2 separate regions of the Callithrix jacchus genome follow, and region 2 is linked to region 1. A link is a contact called in public Hi-C data. All regions are on one chromosome and are shown on one strand. The core of a region is the stretch at or near the end of the contact, and the rest is flanking DNA. Distances in the headings are between cores, read along the strand shown.

What was found. Hi-C and Micro-C count contacts between places; a contact is called where the count stands out from the background.
Region 2: a contact with region 1 is called in a Hi-C map of skeletal muscle, with 4 times the contacts expected there. The contact joins the promoter of ZNF326 here to the enhancer-like site in region 1. A contact is called at or near these places in 3 of 3 Hi-C or Micro-C datasets (induced pluripotent stem cells and skeletal muscle).

What each region holds. Positions count from the first base shown.
Region 1 is chr7:127,233,961-127,237,815 of calJac240_pri, forward strand. No RefSeq gene overlaps it. Among named protein-coding and RNA genes, the nearest start is that of LRRC8D, 19 kb to the right of the region's middle. Within about 2 kb of position 1,956, at least 3 of the 16 cell types and tissues checked have an H3K27ac peak or open chromatin away from gene starts, as enhancers often do.
Region 2 is chr7:127,394,791-127,398,645 of calJac240_pri, forward strand. It overlaps ZNF326 (zinc finger protein 326), which reads left to right and starts at 1,933. Exons shown (of 11, transcript XM_078332399.1): 1 at 1,933-2,041; 2 at 2,167-2,294.

The DNA.
Region 1 (3,855 bases), core at 706-3,205:
GGAGGAGGTAAGGGGAACACAGACAGGGCTTGGGGTAGTGGGGAATCTTGAAGAACTGCAGCAGCAGCAAAGGGGGTGTGAAGAGCAAATAAGGAGGAAGGGTAGGAATTGAGCTCAGAGTGGGCTTCTGAATTACTCTGTGGGAGATGGAATGGTTTGGGGTAACCTGCAGGTAGAGAGCTTATGAAGTGGTACGTGAGCTAAAGTGGGAAGAAGGTAAACTGGAGAGAGAGAACTAAGGAGGTGGGGGCGGGGGCCACTCATGAGAGGTGAACTCTAGCCAAGGTGATGGCAGGGCTCGAGACAGATAGGAGGGCTACGACCGTAGTCATCAATGAGCAGGGAGGAGCAGATTAGGAAGTCTGCATGAGCCACAAAGGAACAGGGCTTCGCAGACGTGAGCAAGAGTTGGAAAGATAGGAAATCCAGATGGCTCAGTGGAAGGGTTTGGGAAAGAGGAAGTGAGTGGGAAACCAGGAGGAGGAGAGGGAGCACCACCTTTTGTTGGGATGAGATCATAGGGTAGGGGTTACAACAGTAGGTCAACCAATGAATAGAGGAATGTGAGGAGAAACGATTGAGTCCCTTATGGTCTTCTACAGCCTTGCTGCTCAAAGTGTGCACTGAGGACTAGCAGTATCAGCATCACCTGAGAACTTGATGTCAGGCCCCACTGTAAACAAACAGGATCAGATTCTGCATAGGACAAGCCACCTAAGTGGTTCTATGCACATGGAGGTTTGACAGCTCTGCTCTAGAGTTTGATCAACAATCCATCTATGGCCTGGGAGGAGCACTGTGAGGTTACTATATGTAGCTGGATAGTCCTTATTTTTTAGTCCATAGGAGGCTGTTTTCTGGCCTCCTGGTGCAAGATGGCCACTTACAGGCTGCTGTGATGGTTTTTGGTTGTTGTTTGTTTGTTTGTTTTTCTTTCTTTCTTTTTTTTTTTTTTTTGAGACAAAGTCTTGCTCTGTCGCCCAGGCTGGAAAGCAGTGGCGCGATCTCGGCTCACTGCAACCTCCACCTCCCGAGTTCAAGTGATTCTCCCGCCTCAGCCTCCTGAGTAACTGGGACTACAGGCACACACCACCTCACCCAGCTGATTTTTGTATTTTTGGTAGAGACAGGGTTTCATCATGTTGGCCAGACTGGTCTTGAACTCCTGACCTCAGGTGATGTGACCGCATCAGCCTCCCACAGTGCTGGGATTACAGGCATGCACCATAGCTCCCAGCCCTGTTGTGATGGTTTTAGAGACTGATCTGTGGCTCACTCTGTGGACACTGTTTGGTGGGGATAGTATAACTGAGTGGAATTGAAGCCAGTTTCACATATGAACAAAGTAAATGATTGAAGAGAGTAGGCAAGGATGCCCCCAAGTATCTCCCCATCAGCTTGCTTGCGTAAGGCCTGACATCCCACACCTCCCACTCCTGCAGCCAGCTCCATTGTATTTACTGGATGTGCACCAAGCGCCAGGCAGGCACTCTTAAACATCCAATTCAATTTCCAGAGCCTTTGCATAAACCATCCTACATTTTAATTTTATTTTCATAACCACCTTTTGAGGTTGGTAGAAAAGTTAGAAGATACTTTCTCTATTGACAGTCCTGAAGGATTTACCCTAAATCAGAGTTGATCAGTGGCTGAGCTGGGATTTGAATCTAGATTCTCTGACTTCAGCTGATTTCTGCAGAAAAGGCAGGTTTGTTTATGAAGGGGCTTATTATTTATGTCATAGATACTAGAGTTTGGGGAGCCTTGACCTGTTACAAAGCGTTTTGTTTCCTAATTACATAAGCAAGAGGATGTGAAATGCAGAAAGAGGCCCTTTCAGTGACAATCTCCTTTCTGGTACTCTCTGACCCATCTCATGGGATGTTACAAACAAAGCAAGAAGTGTCATAGGAAGCAGAGAGGCCCTCTTCCATGGGCTTGCTTGGGACAATGCACAAAGAATCCCTGATCCACTTTGTGGAGAGGGGGCACTTAGGAAAGCTTGGACGTGGCTTTTCTGCTTCCTCACCTGGCGAAGCGGCGGCTTGGCAGCTGCATGGCTGTAAAACACCACTGTCTGGTCACTCTGATTCTAATTGAATGCACATCACACAAAATGTATTGCGGGCAGGAGTCTTAATTTATAAAAATAAGAGAAACGTGGGAGGAATGAGCCAGCTCTTTCCATCACTTCCCAAGTCTCTGCACCTGTTCTTCCATGTGATCCTCATTGTTCTCCTGAGGGACTCCTGTGTAGTCAGGGAGACTGGGCTAGGAAAAAAGTGGAGGGAGGCCCAGAGCTTCTTTTGTTAGTGTTTTTTGGCAACCTGAGCTCTCCTGGTTACACAGCTATAACATGAAAGTTGTTTTTCAAAAGCCAGGGGAAATAGCACTGAAGGGAAGTTGCCTCCATTGATCTGGAAAGTACTTCTCCCATCAGCCCTCTAAATGCTTTTGACAAACGGTGCCAGCTAGCTCCCATGGGGCATTTGCCTCAGTTGTTTACAGAAGTCTACCAGAGATGGAAGGGACGGCTGGGAAAGACTGAAATCTTCATTACTCAGCCCCAGCAGAACCTACCAGAGCCCGCAGTTTTTTGCTCTAGCAGTGGGCTCAGAGAGTCTCACTGGGCTTCTAGCTATGTTTTGCTTTTATTTTTAAAGGATATGATGTGATGTCCTCAACCAGAGTTGAGAACCCAGTGACAAGGAGTGGCTGTCCTGCCACTGGTCCTAACACTCAGTCTTTACAAGGCAGAGCACAGGGGCCTATGCTGGGTGAGCCAGTGCCAGCTCCGTGAGCACCGTGGTCCAGCAGGCAGAGAATTCCAAATCCAGAGAATCTAGATACTGGGAGCTTCATGTATAATCACCCTGTTTTTGTAGCACTGGCTTCTTAAATCAATTAGAATATTGAATTTCTGAGTTGGCTATTTAAGTACATCGCCAGAAAAACCGCTAAACCCACCATTACAGTCTGAGGCTTTCTGATGATTTTCCCATGAACATAACACATTTCTAGAATTAAGGATGTGAGATAAATGGCAGGTCTAAAAAGAATTCCAGGCCAGGCCCAGTGGCTCATGCCTGTAATCCCAGAGATCTCAGAGGCCAAGACAGGAGGATGGCTGGAGGCCAGGAGTATGAGACCAGCCTGGGAAACTCAGTAAGACCCAATCTCTACAAAAAATTTTCAAAACTACCCAGTTATAGTGATGCATACCTGTAGTCCCAGCTACTCAGGAGGCGGAAGCAAGAGGATCCCTTGAACCTAGGAACTTGGGGCTACAGTGAGCTACGATCTTGCCACTGCACTCTAGAGTCAGTGAAGCAGCAAGACCCTGTTTCTCAATAAATAAATAAATAAATACAATTTCATACAAGGTTCTAGGAATGAGGTTTTGATGAAATGAAAAATCATTTAACTTTTTTCCTTAGTGACTTTACCCATTAAGAGTTAGAATACAATTGATTAGAGAAAACGATAGCACCTGTATATCGATGCTTACTATGTGCCAAGCCCTGTTAAGCCCTTTCATATATTTCTTATTTAATCTCCACAACAATTTTGACTTTTCCTCCTGTTAACGGAAATGTGGCTTAGATTTACCTAAATTTACAGGAGCCACTAGCCAGTAAGACTGGGATTAAAACTCACATAAATCTGTGTTTAAAGCCCTTAATTGCCTTATGTCATTCACAAAAAGATGACTGGAAAGGGTCTTATATATTTACTTTATTTTATTTTATTTTATTTTATTTTATTTTGAGATGGAGTCTCGCTCAGTCACTTGCTGGAGTGCAGTGGCATGATCTCGGCTTACTGCAACCTCTGCTTCCTGGGTTGAAGCAGTTC
Region 2 (3,855 bases), core at 683-3,182, 160 kb after region 1:
GAGAAATCAAGAGTATCAACTAGATTCGGGTTTTGATCAACATAAAGCAGGTGACACCATTTCCTGAGAGGTAAAACAACAAAAAATAACAACTTCTATTTCAGACAAATGGAAAAGGGTAACGTCTAAAACATTCATTTGTGTGTATTCTGATGCAAATTTCGTTTAGAATCTGACATTAAAATGAAGACAGAAGGGCAAATGCATTTGAGACTTTAGAATATTTTTGGTAATAATGTGTTAGGTGAAAAAGGGATATCTGGAAAAGCAATGTAACTAGTCTGGCAAATAATGTTTTACATTACAATGAAAGTTAAATAGACCATTTTGCCGATGCCCGGAGTTTTCTAGTTGAGGTAGATGATTTCTTAGAACAGAGAAGAGTGGGAAGTGAGGGTATTTCTGAAGGCCCACTGGTAAAATAGCAGTGTTTCTCCTTCAGAGATTGTTCCCTTTTGATTCCTATGAATAATTCTGTCATTTGCAGAAGTTTAAGAAGAAGTTACATTTTGTTTTCCAGCTACACCTCTAACACATTTTTCTGAAACTGTTTATATGCTCAAATTTCCAGTTGAAAGGATGGTTAAGATTAAATTACTCTTCAAATTCCGTTTTCCTTTCAAAGTTGTTTTTCCTTGAAGACGTCTCTTTGTCAAGGTCAAGTGAAGTCACGATTGAAGGAAAGAACAGAAGGAATTTGGAATGCTTTTCTATTAACTTCTGAACCACACTGACCTATTCCTTGACAATACCCAATAGGGCTTAGGGTCTTTCGGATAAGTCATTTTGGAGAAGTGTTTTCTTCTTTTGCTGTTAGGTTGACATGGCAAAAGAAATCATATGATTTGTGTTAACCTTTGTTCTAGTATTTTATTGCTCAGAGCAAGGTTGTAGAAACCATGAGAATTTTGCCTAAATGATACACATTGCATTTTCACCACCCAATACTGCACCTGGTAGATATTTAGTAGGCATTCGTTGAATTATAAATTCCCAAAATCTGCTAGAAACCTTAGATTTTTTTCCTTTCATCTTGCAGATTGTGAGATGGAAGAAGAGGAGGAGTTGAAAGCTTTTAGCTCCTAGGCAAAAAGGCACATGTTGCTTAGAAATCAATTTCCTCTGAAATTGAAGACATCAGTTTTTAAAGGACACTTTGTAGAGCAAGGCACTGAATCTGAAACCACCTTTGCAGAGATTATGACAGCAAGACAAGTCTGGCGTGGCTGCCTCCATCTCACTTCTAGCCTCACAGCCTGACTGTCATTCCTCATCGCTGGGCGTAGGTTAAGCTAACCATGGGAGAAATTTAGTTTACCTTTTTTTTTTTTTTTTTTTTAATTAAAATGGGGATGAGGTCTTGCTATTTTGACCAGGCTGGTCTCAAATTCCTGGTCTCAAGCGATACTCCCATCTCGGCCTCCCAAAGTGCTGGAATTACGGTATGAGCCACCACTCCCAGCCTATAGTTTAACTTTAAAGGAAAGATGATAATAGTCCCTCCCTAAAAGTAATCCCCTCCTTGTTAAGGGACTGAAACCACCATTGTAAGACTAATGAGAGGTCCCAAGAATAAGGACCTGAATTCTGCTAAACTACAGGCATTTTTTTCTCTAATCCCTTACTGCTCAGGAGTCATGTGGTCAGAGGTACAAGATTTGTGACTTCCCCAGTTGCTCCTGTAGGTAACATCACTATTGTAGAACCTAAAATTGTTCTTTTGCATTTTTTTTTCAGATTTTTGATTCTGGCAACTGATTGACCCACCCAGATCAGAGGGTCAGGATTTACCCAGTCCTATAGCCCCACCCAGAGGCTGACCCAGTGCACAGCATTGTTTTCCACACCCCTGTGATTTCATTCTAACCAATCAGCAGCACTCCTCCCTGCCCACCAAATTATCCATAAAAACCCAAGCCTCTGAGTTGCTGGGGAGACTGATTTGAGTAATAATTCCAGTTCTGCTTAGTTGGTCTTGTGTTAATTAAACTCTTTAGTGCAATAATACCATCTCAGTGAACTGAATTTACCTGTGCAGTGGGTAAGGACCTGTCAGGCAATTACAAATCCATAAACACTGCCTTCATAATTATCTTGCTAATTCTATATGCAAACTTCTTTTAAAATTTTTAAAATTATTTAGTGTTTGTTTTTATTTTATTTTAGAGAAAGACAGGATCTTGTTCTGTCACCCAGGCTGGAGTACAGTGGCATGATCATAGCTCACTGTAACCTTGAACTCCTGGACTGAAGCGATCCTCCTGCCTCAGCCTCCTGAGTAGCTGAGACTACAGGTGTGTGCCACCACATCTAGGTAATTTCTTTCTGTCTATCTTTTTTGGAAAGAAGAGGGTCTTACTATGTTGCATAGGCTGGTTTTAAACTCCTGGCCTCAAGCAATCCTCTGATCTAAGGTTCCCAAAGTGCTGAGTTTACAGGCACTTGAGCCACTCCACTCCGGTTATATAAAAACTTTCAAGTTTCTATTTAGTTTGCTTGGCAGGATAAGGGAGATTCTCCCCACCCCCACTCCATCTAGGGAGAGTTTTTAGGATAAAAAAACTCTATAGTAGAAAGTAAACAAATATTCTCAACTAATGAGAGACCTTTGTACTGAAAAGGGTCCAGGAAGACAACAAAATCTCCTTTACCACAATAATAATATAATAGGGTTAGGTGAAGAACATATTGACATCCTGGGGAAAAAAGCCCAACCCTGGGGCTGGAGTACAGGCTTGTAATCCCAGCTACTCAGGAGGCTGAGGCAGGGGAATCACTTGAGCCCAGGAGTTGGAGGCCAATCTAGGCAACATAGTGAGATTTTGGCTCCAAAAACAAACAAAAGTCTGAAAAATGCTTTGCTCCTGTGCTACTGGCCCCCATTGTCTTTGGAAGATGAGCAATACTGATTATGGGGAAATGTTTTTCCTTAGTTATTTCCAAACCAAATTGCCCCCCTCCCCATTAGCTCTCATGCCCAAGGGGAAAAAGCATTTCAAGAAGTTCCACTACAGGACTGGCCACATTCTTCCTACTCTAGAGCAAGGGGAAGGATGAACCAAAGAAATCTGCCTTTCAGAAGCCCAAGGCATTAATCTTTGCCCTTAATAAGAGACAGCAGCAACTGGGACCTCTTTCTCTTGTGGGAAATGGGACAGAATGGGACAGATTTCTGGGACAAAGGGATGGTATCATTAGAAAGGAATCGCAGAGGGAAGATCAAAGAGGAGGATAGCAGAAAGCTTGAGGAGACAGAGAGCAAGGTAACAGCCATTTGGGATATTTGTAAAGGTCTAAATTGTGAGTCCTTGTCCTGTCTGCTCACCTCCTTTCCTAATGTGGTAGTAGGGAGCAGGTTTCTCAGAGAGGCTTCTAACTGTTGGTCCTCCTCCTCTGAATGATTTTGCAATGCTTATCTACATTTTTTAGAAAAAAATTAAAGTGTCCAGAGGGTGTTTGAACTTGAGGAAATTGGTATGGATGTGTTTGAGAAATATCCTGATCACTTGGTGGTCACAGGCAGAGGTGGGTCCCAGAGGGATACAGGCCAGACTCTCCCCCATAACTAAGATAAAAAGTTTACTCCTGATGGGGCTAAAACACAATGGCCTAAAGTCTGAGGCTTTGACATGCTGAGTACTTTGAACTGAAGGAGATTGCAAGCGCCTCAGGAGAACATATTTCTGACCTTCTCCCACCCTCCTATCTCCAGACTCTCTTTCTCCCCTGAAGCAACTCATAAAACTAGAATACATCTTCCTTAAGATGGGTTGGAGAAATTCTAACTCCTCTCCCCTGAAGCAGGCCATGAAACCTAGAAATGTCACTCTCCGAAATTCTCTCCTCTTCCCTGAA